3 separate regions of the Mus musculus genome follow, and all the other regions are linked to region 2. The links are chromatin contacts, called in public HiChIP or PLAC-seq and Micro-C maps. All regions are on one chromosome and are shown on one strand. Each heading gives the region's core, a stretch centred on a gene start, on an enhancer-like site or on the middle of the called end of the contact. The rest is flanking DNA. Distances are from core to core; before and after follow the strand shown. Region 1 holds the start of Amigo3 (adhesion molecule with Ig like domain 3). Region 2 holds the start of Rassf1 (Ras association (RalGDS/AF-6) domain family member 1). Region 3 holds the start of Dock3 (dedicator of cyto-kinesis 3).

Evidence for each region. A called contact is a pair of places that touch in the nucleus more often than the background predicts. HiChIP or PLAC-seq counts read pairs in DNA pulled down with a chosen protein or histone mark.
Region 1: an H3K27ac HiChIP or PLAC-seq map of double positive thymocytes shows a contact between it and region 2, with 2.9 times the contacts expected there. The contact joins the promoter of Amigo3 here to the promoter of Rassf1 in region 2. A contact is called at or near these places in 1 of 39 promoter capture datasets (erythroid cells) and 2 of 115 datasets of contacts at active chromatin or transcription factors (double positive thymocytes and memory CD8 T cells).
Region 3: a Micro-C map of embryonic stem cells shows a contact between it and region 2, with 5 times the contacts expected there. The contact joins the promoter of Dock3 here to the promoter of Rassf1 in region 2. A contact is called at or near these places in 2 of 39 promoter capture datasets (embryonic stem cells and neural stem cells), 1 of 484 Hi-C or Micro-C datasets (embryonic stem cells), 2 of 115 datasets of contacts at active chromatin or transcription factors (bone marrow-derived macrophages and microglia) and 1 of 9 other capture datasets (pancreatic islet).

The regions. Positions count from the first base shown.
Region 1 is chr9:108,050,690-108,054,911 of GRCm38.p6, reverse strand. Amigo3 (adhesion molecule with Ig like domain 3) reads right to left here and starts at 1,753. Exons shown (of 1, transcript NM_177275.4): 1 at 1-1,753. The coding sequence starts at 1,532. The coding sequence ends at 6. It overlaps Gmppb (GDP-mannose pyrophosphorylase B), which reads right to left. Exons shown (of 9, transcript NM_177910.4): 6 at 4,140-4,218; 7 at 3,936-4,063; 8 at 3,670-3,852; 9 at 2,992-3,586. The coding sequence ends at 3,455. Rnf123 (ring finger protein 123) reads left to right here. Exons shown (of 39, transcript NM_032543.2): 36 at 2,325-2,467; 37 at 2,604-2,698; 38 at 2,792-2,877; 39 at 2,952-3,240. The coding sequence ends at 3,072.
Region 2 is chr9:107,548,975-107,552,824 of GRCm38.p6, reverse strand. Rassf1 (Ras association (RalGDS/AF-6) domain family member 1) reads right to left here and starts at 1,270. Exons shown (of 6, transcript NM_001243748.1): 1 at 979-1,270. The coding sequence starts at 1,228. It overlaps Zmynd10 (zinc finger, MYND domain containing 10), which reads right to left. Exons shown (of 12, transcript NM_053253.4): 5 at 3,660-3,797; 6 at 3,457-3,545; 7 at 3,259-3,359; 8 at 2,778-2,950; 9 at 2,416-2,541; 10 at 2,206-2,327; 11 at 1,960-2,085; 12 at 1,504-1,864. The coding sequence ends at 1,789. It overlaps Gm34106 (predicted gene, 34106), which reads left to right and starts at 1,988. Exons shown (of 2, transcript NR_168657.1): 1 at 1,988-2,128.
Region 3 is chr9:107,230,302-107,234,618 of GRCm38.p6, reverse strand. It overlaps Dock3 (dedicator of cyto-kinesis 3), which reads left to right and starts at 2,710. Exons shown (of 53, transcript NM_153413.2): 1 at 2,710-3,147. The coding sequence starts at 3,111.

The DNA of each region.
Region 1 (4,222 bases), core at 504-3,003, 500 kb before region 2:
GCAGTCTAGCTCATCACGAGACCCTCTGAGCCCGTGGAACTGGCTGATTCAGAGCCAGCCTTGAGTTGCAAGCCCATGGGGTTGCACAGATCGAAGTCTTCAGCTACTGCGAGCTGCACACGGCCATTGAGGCCCTTCTTGCCCGGCTCCAGGAAGACCACATGCTTGTGGACACTGGCCTTGCGGCTGGGTGCATCTGGTGGCGTAGTGCTAAGCATGGAGGACTGTGCGCTCAGCTCCTGGAGTGGACTGGATGCCCGGGGCCAGCAACGGTTGCGGCAGGCCCGCTGACAGCAGTGACAGCAGCCACGACAGGGTGGTGCAAACAAGTAGAGCAACACCAGCACCAGGCCCACAATACAGCCCAGCAGGGTGGTAAAGCCTGTGTTGAAAGTCTCTGGCTCGGGGCGAGCCTTTTGCACACTCACATTGTACTCAAGTGTCTGGTTGTGGTGCAGGCGGGGCCCACTGGCCAGGCACACAAAGACGCCTGCGTGCTGCTCTTGCACCCTGCCTATGGCTAAGCTGCCATCAGCCAACACAGCGATGCTACCATCCTGAGAGGCTGGCGCCACAAGCAGCTCATTCTTCGGGGAGACCCAGGCCACCCGAGTGGCAGGCACACTGGTGTTGCAGAAGAGCCTCAGGGACTGGCCCACCTGCGCGTGCAGCTGCTCTTCAGGCAGCTCTAAGCCTGGAGCTGCAGCCACAGAGCAGTTCTTGAAGACCCGGCTGTGCTCAAAAAAGCGCACTCGGGACTCTGACACCTTAAAGACCAAGCATGTGTACTCGCGTTCAAAATCATGCAGGGCACTCAGGCCCCGCTGGTGCCAGCGCCGGAGCAGGTGGTAGAGGCTGCAGTCACAGGGCAGCGGGTTGTTGTGCAGGTAGAGCCTGTTCTTGAGATAAGTTGGCAGTGCAGCCAACTCAGGGATGGAGATATGTTTCAGCCAGTTGGAGGAGAGGTCCAGAGTCCGCAGGCGGGTTAACCCCAGACCGTGCAAGTGGTTGAAAGAGAAAGAGGAGAGCTCGTTGCAGCTGAGATAGAGGTGGCTAAGCATGCGCAGGCCCTGGAAGGCATCCAGGTCCAAGTGCATCAGGCTGTTATTGAACAGAAGTAACTTCTCCAGCTCCTCCAGGCCATCCAGGTCATGGGTATGGAGCATCCTTAACATATTAGAGGACAGGTCAAGTGTCCTCAGGCCACTGGCATTGGTGAACGCACCATGGCCCAGGACTTCCAGCTTATTATAGCCTAGGTGCAAGGCACGCAGCCGGGAGAGGGGCGCTAACCACCCCGGGTGCAGGCGTTTGAGTGCGTTGTGGCTCAAATCGAGTTCTGCAGCAGTGGTAGGCAGTGCTACCGGCAAGTCCTGTAACCCACGGCCCGCACAGCTCAACACATCGGCAGCACAGATGCATATATCGGGGCAGTTGTGGGGAGCAGGAGGCAGAACATCCTCCAAGTCTGAAGTGCCCAATCCAGCACCCAACATGCATAGTAGTATACCTGATAGCACTAGCCAGGCCATGCCAGTGACTACCAGGGAAGATATGGGGACAGCTCAGTGCAGGTCAACAGCTCCAAGACTCACCTACTTCTGCACAGGCTTGCGGATTGTGGTTCCCTATGGCCCATGGCTCGAGAGGCACAACGCTGGCTCCCCCTGCCCAGCCGGCTTCTCCTGCTCTTCTGGTCTGGGTTGTGAGGTGGGGCCCGCAGCCCTTCTTCTAGCTTCTCCAAGAGCTTTCTGACTGGATTCTAAGTACTAGCTAGGAAATGACCGCTCAGGGGCGGGGACCTAAGTTCCCATTGGCTCCTGCTGTTAAGGGGCGGAGCAGCCACATCTCTTGGCACTTAAAAAGCCAGTGTGGCCACCAGAGGGCCCCAGTGTCCCAGTCTGCTTGGCTGGAAGCCTGACTTCCCTCTTGAAGAGCAAAAGGACTTAGGGGAGAATGCCTTCAGCCCTCAGAGGATTGGTGTGTAATGGGGTAGGTGGAGTCCTTGCTGCTCTCTTAGATTTACTTATGTCTGTGTATGTGAGCATTCGTGCAGACGTCGGACGACGACTTGTGAGGTTCTGGGGATCAGACCCAAGTTACCATAGCTGGTAGCAAGCACCTTTTTATCAATAGCACCCTTCTCTTTAAACTGGTATTCAGGTCATGTGGGACCAAACACCTGGGAGGGTTGGTAAGTAATAGGGGGGAGAGTGGAGGCATAATAATGAGCGAGGCCTCTGGATATTCATCTGTCCCACGTGGAGAAAATGTTCACACAGGCTCAAAGCCTTCCTACGACCTATGCACCCTCCCCTACCTAGGACAGAGCAAGCCACCTCTGTGCTCCTGGCTGATCCCTGCTTCCAGCTTCGTTCCATATGCTATCTCCTGGGGCAGCCAGAGCCCCTAGCACCTGGCACTACCTTGCCTGCCCCTGACCGGAAACGCTTCTCTCTACAGAGTTGTAAGTGAACCAGCGGGTGGGTCAGGTCAGGGAAGAGTTTCAGGATCCTCAATAGCAAATTCCCTGCCTGGGAGTATTCAAGAGGCACTGAGTTCTCAGACGACAGGGGCCCTGATGCTACCTACTACTGATGCAGATACAGATTATATCAGCGCTGAGGAGCTGGCCCAGGTGGAACAGATGCTGGCTCACCTGACCGCTGCATCTGCCCAGGCGGCCGCCGCCTCCCTGGTGAGTGTGGCATAACAGAGGCCGTTTTACTAATCTGTAAACACCAGGACAGGGGTAAGGATCCCAGCCCAACTCCTCCACTCTGCCCTGTAGCCCACCAATGAAGAGGACCTCTGCCCAATCTGCTACGCCCACCCCATCTCTGCTGTGTTCCAGCCTTGTGGTCACAAATCCTGCAAGTAAGTGGGCCCCATGGACTTGGGGAGGCAAATTAGGACGCACGAGGTAGCACTCCTTCCCTCCCCTCTTGTAGAGCCTGCATCAACCAGCACCTGATGAACAACAAGGACTGCTTCTTCTGCAAAGCCACCATTGTATCTGTAGAGGACTGGGACAAGGCAGCCAACACAAGCGCCATGTCCTCAGCTGCCTAGGCCATCCTGGAAGCTCCGCCATCAGCCGCAGACCGGGCCCTGTTTACCCATCACCCTCACTCTTACCACTTCCACCCACCCATCTGCCTGTGTGTAGCCTCGCTGGTGGGAGCCTGAGCTTGACTTCCAGTCCAGGCTACAGTGAGCATTAAATTATTATTCCAAACAGCCCTGGGCCCGCTCTTCTTGAGGGAGTGGGGGCTTGTGGGTTACACCCAGCAGGGTCCTGTCCATGTCTGTCCCCACCAGAAGGCAGAAGTCCGACAGCTTCAGAGTCATCCACTCCTCCCTAGACAAATGGCACCAAGTCCAGGGCCTCGTGAAGCATTGAGTCCTACCCTGCTGATGGCAAAGTGGATGCTTGGCCAGCCCTCCATATCCTTCACATGATAATACGAGGTTCTGGTACTGACTCCCCGATAGACTTGTGGGGCAGCACGCTGGCTCCATTGAGGTACAGTTCATCATTAACTATGACATCTTCACCCAGCACTGTTACATTCTCCATGCGCACCTGGAGGTGGGGGATAAGCCTTGTTAATGGGGCACACATATTCCCCTGCTCCTGTGCCTGCCCAGCCCAGCTCATAGACTTACCCATTGGCCCACACGGCAGCGCCAGCCCACGATGCATGACTCAAGCCAGGAATGGGAGCGGATGTGAGCATCACGAAGCACTGTGCATCGCCGGATGCACACACCATCCTCCACCACCACACCAGGACCCAGGCTTACATTGGGGCCAATGCTGCAGTTCTGACCGATACGGGCACTTGGGTCCTGAGAGTGTTGAGGAAAGCAAGAGTGGGTCATTTGTCTCCCAAATCTGAAAAGATTAGCGACAGGCTGGACAAGGGCCTCACCACAAGTACATTCCCCACAATGCCAGGGCCTGAGTACAGTCTCTCTGGATGCTTCTGTCTCAGCGATTGTAGGAAGAGGCACATGCCAGTGAGGAAATCCTTGGGCTGTCCAATGTCCATCCAGAAGCCTGTACAGAGAGATGGGTCAGAGGGCTCTGCCTAGCCACACACTGACTACCCCACACCCTATGGCCTCTACCTCACCCTGCAGCTCCATGGCATATAGCTGCCCCTCCTTGGCCATAACTGGGAAGATCTCCTTCTCAATGGATGTAGGCTTCAGCTGT
Region 2 (3,850 bases), core at 21-2,520:
TTTCTTTCTCCTTGTGAATGCTGAGATGCCGCAGCTCTTGCTCTCATGTGGCATTCTGTCACAAACTGCTACACTAGCTGAGTTTGTGACATACTTGTATAGTGAATGAGATGATCTGGAGGCACACACAGGCCTACAGTGCCATTTTTAAGTTCCTATATGGCCCAAAGCACCGATTCTCAACTCAAAACTATACATCAGAACTTGGGAGGCAGGGGCAGGTGGGTTGCTTGTCACAGCCTGGTCTGCATAGAGAGTTCTAGGCAAGCCAGGGCTGCAGAGTGAAACCCTGTCTTAAAACACAACAAAACAACCAAAAAACCAAACCAAAACAGAAAAACCAGGATGCCTAAGGTCCACTTTCAACAACGGAGTCAACAAGTCTGAGAGGAGAAGTAGGCGCGAGGAGACTGGAAGGTATATATTGTCCTGCGTGGTTCTGTTTGCTGGTAATTCCTAGGTCAGAAGGACCACTCATTGTGTGTGTGGCTGGACTCCATGTTTTAGCCTCTGCATCCTTGACTCAAAACAACCTTGACTGAAGTTTCAATAGAATTCCTACTAACAAGGAGCCTAACTAAGGTTCTAACTTTTTCTGGCCCCCTATTAATGTGGGAGACGTCACCCAGGAATCTAGAGGGGGAACACAGTGAGCCAATCGTTGGGAAGAGGCGGGCCTCGGAATGTAGGCTCAGAGCTCAGCAGGCACAAAGGCTTTTCAAGAAAGGGCACAAGCACTTTAAAGACAAACTTGAAGCACCTTCTTATTCACAGACAACTAACTCTGCCCAACTGTGCACGGACAGAGCGTGACAAGTGATAAACCATTTTCTCAAGCACTCTCCCTGATGGAGCAAGGCCAGGAGATCTGGTCTGCAGGATCATCACAACTGACCAGCCCTCCACTGCCGCTTGACCCGCAACTATGGTGCTGCCTCCCTTTCCGTAGTCGCTGGCTGTGTGGGGCCGCTTACTCACGCGCGCACTGTAGGCCCTTGCGCACGACGCCCCAGATGAAGTCTCCACAGAGGTCGCACCACGTGTGCGTGGTGGGCCCTGCAGGCTGGAAACGGTGGCCACGACCCGGGACGTGCTGCTGTGACGGATTGCGTGTTGTACCCGGGGCGATGCGCAGAGCGTTGGCACGCTCCAGCCGGGTACGGCCTGGACCGATGCGCCCGGACGGTGCCAGCTCGCGTAGTTCAATGAGTTCTGGCTCCGCCGACATGGCCCGGTCAGGCCGGTGCTGTAGCGGACTAGCAGCTAGTGAGTACCGAGCGGGCGAGGCCGCAGGGCGGGCCGCGACTTCGGCACCGCCCCCAGGATCCAGGCAGGGCGGCGGGAAAGAGCCGAGGAGGACGCGCTGGAACCCTAGGCGAGCCGACCGTGTGGACTTGTGGGCGGGGCACGGCACAGGGGTGGGCCCTTTCAAAGAGCCCCTTCCCAATCTTTCCGTCCAGTCTTCTCCCCCGACCCCAAGGATGACTGTACAGCGCCACACTGTTGCGTTTCATGAGTCTGCTTTATTGTGCGAAAGGAAGAGGGTCTCCACATCCGGCCCTTGCTTACACCCCCCAACCCTGTCTGCCAGTTTGCTGATGCTGTGGCCTGGTCCTCTGCGTATTCGCTGGGTGGGGCAGGAAGTGAAGAGTGTGGTGGTTTGCAGCTCTACTTGACTCAGCTGTGCTCACCAGGGAAATTGAGGTCTGACAGGGGCGAGCCACGAGTCCCTGAAGCTCAGTCACAGTCTGGGTGCGCTCTTCTGTCGGCCCTCGGCAGCTACGGCCTTCACTTGGCTCTGTCACCTTGGGCTGCTAGAACACATGTCTTTCCGTGCTTCTCCCAGTGCTTGACTTGACACTCCCTGCAGCGGGGTGGGTTGCATGACAATGACAGGGCTTGTAGGAGAACCCAGGGTTGGAGCTTAGGGGGGCAACTAAGGTCCCAGGATCGCCTCACCTGCAGCAATACCACACATTCTGGCATCTGGAGCAGCGCTTGGAGGCCTCTGCGTTGCAGTAGCCGCAGCGGGGCCTCTCCGGAGCTACTGCCTCTAGGACATCCAGCCTGTAGGTTTCAGCCCACCTGGGGGAGGAGTCGAGAAGAGCTGAATGGACGGACCGGGCAGGTAGGTGCACAGAAGCACTAGGTGACCTTCCCTCCTTGGTCCTATGCACGTGACTTCAGCCACTCAGTGGACTTTACCTCTGTGCTTGTTGACGAAGATCCTTCTCCGAGAGGCTGAATACGTGCTGAAGCTGGTGCTTGGCGATAGCCTGCCATTTCCCTTTGTTCTCTCTCTCCAGGCGATCCCAGATTTCTGGGATCTAAAAAAGTGTAATGGAGACAGGGAGGAAGGAGCCGGAAAAGTGGACCACCGTCCCAAGCACTCCCAAGCATGTTCTAGGGCCTTACCTGTTCTAACACTAGGTCCTTCTTAGGGGGCTGGGTTTCAGCCAGGGACAGGTGGGCCAGGAAACCCTTCAGATCGGCAAGATTGGGCAACTGGTCGAGTAGTGTGTCAGTGAGGAAGGCCTGAAGCTGCAAGAGATCCAGGGAAGGCCATTGAGAAACTAACTGTTCCTAGCCAGAGGGCCAAGAGACAGGAAGTCCTGAAATTGGGCTGAGCGTCCTTGGAGGGTTTGCATCTTACCAGCTCCCCTGTCGATGCCTGAAGCCCAAGTTGTGGAAAGGGGACAGGGACAGGCCAGGATGCCCTGGGGGGTGGGTCTGGGCAGGGGGGCAGTGGGGCTGGGCGGGGTCATTGAGTTCTCCACCTTAAGCAGCTGTCCCTTGGCAAAGCTTGTAAGGCAGTAACGGGCTCGGGCCTCAGGGCTGAGCAGTAGATTGTACAGGGCGATCCATACTTGCCCATCCAGTTTATTCAGCTTTTGCTGCTCTGAGGGGGCCACCGTCTGCCATCGGCCACTCTCAAAATGCTGCAGCTTGCCTGGGGGAGGAGAAGGAGCCCACCGGATGCCGGTGGGTGTTGTGTTATCTTTGAGAGTGTGTGGTCCGGAGGACTGTCCACCACTGCCTGGCAAGGTTAGAAAGCCTGGGCCACCAGACGTCAGAACAAGGTGGAGTCTTCAACAAATGGTTCACAGGACTTGTCTGCCTCAGAGTCAAACTCTAGTCCCATCTCGGGTGAGGTATCCCAGAATCCTAAATGTGTACCCTGTACCCTTCACACTGATCCTGAAGGGTGTTCTGGAAGCAGCCAGTTACATCTTAGGCAAATGGGAGGGGGAGCCTTACCTCCTACCCGCCGGCTCCAGGGACTGTGCTCCAGCAGTTCCACCAAGAGGCAGGGCAAGTTGTGAGTCCTGAGCATGCGGTTCAGTGTGCTCAGGGAAAGGCTAGAGGTAGGGTAGAAGGGTGGTCAGCAGAGGCCACGGGCCAGGACACACAGCCCCTTGTTGTGTGCTCGCCCCCGGGCCTTGGAGGGTGGCCCACCTATCCACGCAGTCTGTGATGTAGCGAAGCACCGAGAGGGCTTTCAGGGATATCTCAAATTCCATCATCTCCGCCTGCTTTTGCAGCTCCTGATGGTGCGGGAGAGGGGGGTAGGGGCACAGGCACATAGCATTCACCCTGCCTGTGGAGGCTGGAGAGAACTCACATCGAGATTTTGTTAAGTCCAGGAAACCGTAGCTTACTTGCATAGGGGTACTGTCCTGGAACTGTTCTTCTTCAGACAGGTCACCACCGCCTTTCCGGGCCACTAGCAGTATCAGCTTGCGGTGGCAATAGTCTACTAGGTCCAAGACCTTGTCATCAGCTGACTCACACACCTCCTGGGGGGGTTCAGGGAGGGGATATTTCTGGGGTTCGATGCCCTCCCCGGCCG
Region 3 (4,317 bases), core at 1,461-3,960, 320 kb after region 2:
TGGGGAGTCTTCTTGGAGAAAGTGGTCCTGAGACAATCCTTGGAGGGTGAGAATGACCCACAAGTTCCAAGTGAGAAAGGTTTTGTGGGTTGTGGATATTGCTCACAAAAGCCCATCAGATCAAGACACGGGGGATGCCAATATTTGGAATTCAGATAGCCCTGGAGGGTTCTAGGAGAGCTTGTTAGGTGATAAGCTTAGAAATTAGATCTTGAGGGGCCGAGAATCAAATAAATTACATTGACATCAAAGGACCTGGGGTGCACAGTTCTCTTTTTGAAGTCAGATGGAGATAAGTGGAAGAGGAGTCGGTGAGGCTACTGACAAGCGGGTCTTCCTGGGGTGGTAGGAACCTGTGGAGCAGGGCAGGCTGGAAATGGGAGACAGAGGCTTCCAAAGCAAGAGCAAGAGCCCGGCTGGGTACTACTGGCAGGGATACAACAAACTGGGTAACAAGAAGGAGGAAGTCAGTGAGGATTCTGAGTTTTCAGATGCAAGCGTTGTGTGTTGGGGGTTGTCAAGTGGACTAAGAGCCCGAGGAAGGGAGGGCTTGGATCACATGCTATGGGGACATCACATGCTATGGGGACATCACATGCTATGGGGACATCACAGGTTCACAGTTCTGCTGAGGTCTGACTCTCCACAACATGCTGTGTCCTTTCGTGTTATTCCAAGAAAACGACCTAAATTTAGTGCAAACAGCTAAATCAAACGAGTCCAGACCATAACCAAATGTCTCCTTCATCCTCCTTGGCCCCCTTTCTTCTCTTGTCACTTGTTGGAATTAGTGTTCTCTGACCTCAGAGCTGAGATGGGCGGCAGTACAGTGGATTGTCTCTGTTGGGAAATGGGCACAAACGTTGGGAAAACCAGACCTTAGGCTCTGTAACCGCCATCATGTATACCAGCCAAGGGATGGAAGTAGTGGATGAAATGAGTTTCATGGGTGTTCAGAAGACCTGTGTTGCTTGGCTGTGCTGGCTGGTCAGAGCTCTCTGGAGAGAGCTTCATGGGAACATGGCTCCATTCTGTGGAACGCCCTTCATGACTACCATCGGACTGAGGTCCATGTCCCTGGAAGAACTAGCTAAATAAACCAGGGCATCTCTGTTGTCTTGCTTTTGGTTCCTGATCCCCCTTCTACTCTCATAGTGTATCTGATTATTGAGAAATTAAATTGTTCACAGAACAGACACTTTCTGGGGAGGACTGGCAGCCTTCATAGGTAGATGAAAGAGTCCATAGACCATGAGGTGGTGGCTATAGTCCAGGTGAGGATGAGGACGGTCAGGATACTTTGGAGAAGGAATTCACAAAGTCTGGCAATTATTAAGATATTTATTTTTAAATAATAAAAAAAGATGCCTATATGTAGCCCAGGCTGGCCTCCCCAGGCTGGATTCTTTTGCCTCACCTTTCACAGTGGTATAATTACAAGTGAGTGTCACTTGCATCAGAATAGTCTTATTTTAGCCCTGCTTTTCAATTAATGGCCATGAACTCACTGTTGAGTTGGGTGGAGTCTGAGAGGCCAGAAGGATGACTTTAGCCTAAAGCTTGACTGTGTGGGTCTATACGCTGACAGTCCTATGGGAGAAAGATTAGAGTTCTTGGATACAAATGGATACCTGAAATCTCAGCCAAAAGAAGAGGCTGGAGAAAATGGTGTTGGCTACTGCTCTCCCAGGAGACCTCTCTCTCTCTCTCTCTCTCTCTCTCTCTCTCTCTCTCTCTCTCCACACACACACACACACTTTAGAATAAAGCACAATAAAAATGTCACCATGTTGACTGCTGTACTAGTTTAGGCTTCCTGGATCCTGGACTAGAGATGCTGAGATGGGCTTTGAAGAATAAGACATCCAAGAGCGATAGCGAGGTATACAGTGCTGGTGACAAGAGATGTTTGGATATATGCTGGGTCTAAATATAGAGTCCAGAAGTTCCCAGTCTTTGCTCAGTAGTTGACAGTAGCGGGTCATAAGGTAATGTTGGTAGCTATCAGAGCGAATGAATTCTTAGGAGATGGAGGAATAAAGTTCTAGGAGGGAGTCAGACCTCAGGATGGCTGGAGGTGAAGACCTATGTCCCGCAGAGGCGGTGGCATAGGTCTGGGGTACACAACTAGATATAATTGGGAAAGGAAAGACTTCTTGAACATGAAGGCCGCTAAGCTTGTTCAGGCCACACACACACACCACAGCAGCCAAGTCAACAAAAGAACTCAGGAGGTGTTAGAAGCCTTGGCCTATATGCGGCATCCTAGGAGCCCAAGAACCCCCTGCACATCACTCAGTTCCTTTGAAGCGATGATCCCATTCTGCCAGCTTCTCCCTCCCGTTACTCCCTGAGCCCCGGGATGGCAGAAGAGGACCTTTCAGAGGATGTGGCTGTGATAGCAATGTGACAACGACATGAGTTTAATAACGATGTCCCCATTTTTACTGGTTCTCCTCTCTCTGACAAGAGGTGGAGCGGCCATCTCAGTACGCCTGGCATGAGACACCGTGGCCTTCCTCACGCAGGACCACGACCCCGTTCTGCGGTAGCTGCAGCCAAAGGCTCTGTTGGGGGGGGGGCGGAGGGAGTTGGCCTCCCGGGCCGGGCTATCCAATCCCTTCTCGCAGATTTCCCTCCGCTGGCCCGCAGCGGCGTCTCGTGGATTCGCGCGCGGGCTCGGGCGGGCGGCGCGAGCCCGGGTATTGCGAGCCCCCGCGCGCCAGGGAGCGGCGCATGCGCGGGCGTCCCGCGAGCCCGCTGAGGCGATCCGAGCCGCGGCGGCGCCGGGAAGCCAGCGACGGAGCTGTGAGGGACCGAACGGCGGCGCGGGGACGGTGGAGACGGACAGGTGGTGAGCCCTCGCCCGCGTCGCCAGGGGCTCCTCGGCCGCCCGTGGAGTCTCGCGGTCGGTCAGGACGTGGCATCCGGCGGTGGCGGTGGCATCCCGGACGGCCTGTGAGGGATGCGCCGCCTACTGCCCCGCGCCGCCTGACCGCCCCCGCCTTGCCTCGCGGTGCGCCACAGCCGGGCCCGCGGCCGCCCCTGCGGCCGTCCCCTGCGAGCTGTCACCCAGCCGCCGCGCCCGCGGGGCTGCGCCCGGCCCGGCCATGTGGACCCCCACGGAGGAGGAGAAATACGGCGTAGGTAGGTGAGGCTGGGGCCTGGCAGCGGCGGGGGCTCGGGGGCACGTGCCCAAGTCCCGGGCCCCGCCTCGATTGCTGCTGCCCCGGCTCCTCCGCCCCTGCCCGCACACTGTGCGGCCTCGGCGCGGGGCGGGTGCGGTACCAGCGCGGGGATGGGCCCGGGGCTCTGGGTGCGGGAGGGCGGCAGGGGGCGCTGGCGGTGCGGCCTCAGCAGGTGCGGCGGGCGGGCGGGCGGGCGGGCGAGCGGGAGGGGCCGCAAGGCCGGGGCAGTTGCGGGAGGTTTGTGATGTGAGGCGCTGGACAGTTTACCCAGGAAGATGCATCTTCAGCAGTCAAAACCTTGATTTTAGTGAATTTCTGCACCAAGGTTGATGAGCCCGATGGTTGTTTATTTTCCGATTGGAAGCTTACAAAAAAGGATGCAAAACGTTGACCTCATTCGCTCAGTCTAAAATGATGCAGATCTTTATTTTGCTTTAAGGGTTAGAAATAGTTCCTCTACTACTGTGGGAATTGTTTTGGACATACATCATTGTTAAAGTTTAGTGCATTTTGCTGACATTTTTTAAAAAAACAAATCTGTTTTCAAATGAGAACGATACTCCTTAGTTTCTTCTTAAACTGTTAGGTGAAACTCCCGAAGGTTAACGATTTCTTTTAATATTCCATTTCTTTAAAAAAAAATTCAGTTTTTAAGGGACTGAGTGTTTTATCTTTACAATGTTAGTATTTCGTGGCCAGCCACTTTACATCATTGTAAATAACCTATTGGATTTGGTTACAAATATTTAAAATGTGGAGTGTGCAGGGTTTTTTGTTCTTAGCTTGTAATGGAAAATTTTAGAAAATGTATAGGAAGTATATTGCTTAAAGGCAAATTATTATTTCAATCAATGCAACAGTTCTAACAGCATTTCCTTAATAATTCATTATAAAGAAACTTTGTAAACCGCAGTGGTTTTGTAAAGTGCAATCGTTTTGTAATACCATCAGGCAAGGTATGTAAAAATACTGTTTATAGTAGAGGGGCCCTCTATCTTCTTCTGAAAACTAACATTCTAAAGTTTATAATTAGCTATGCTACAGAGGACCTGGTAAAAGACCCCAAGTTCTAGAGTCTTTTGAAAAGGAATTAGGAAATGGTGCACAGGCCAGGATTCACCCCTAGGGA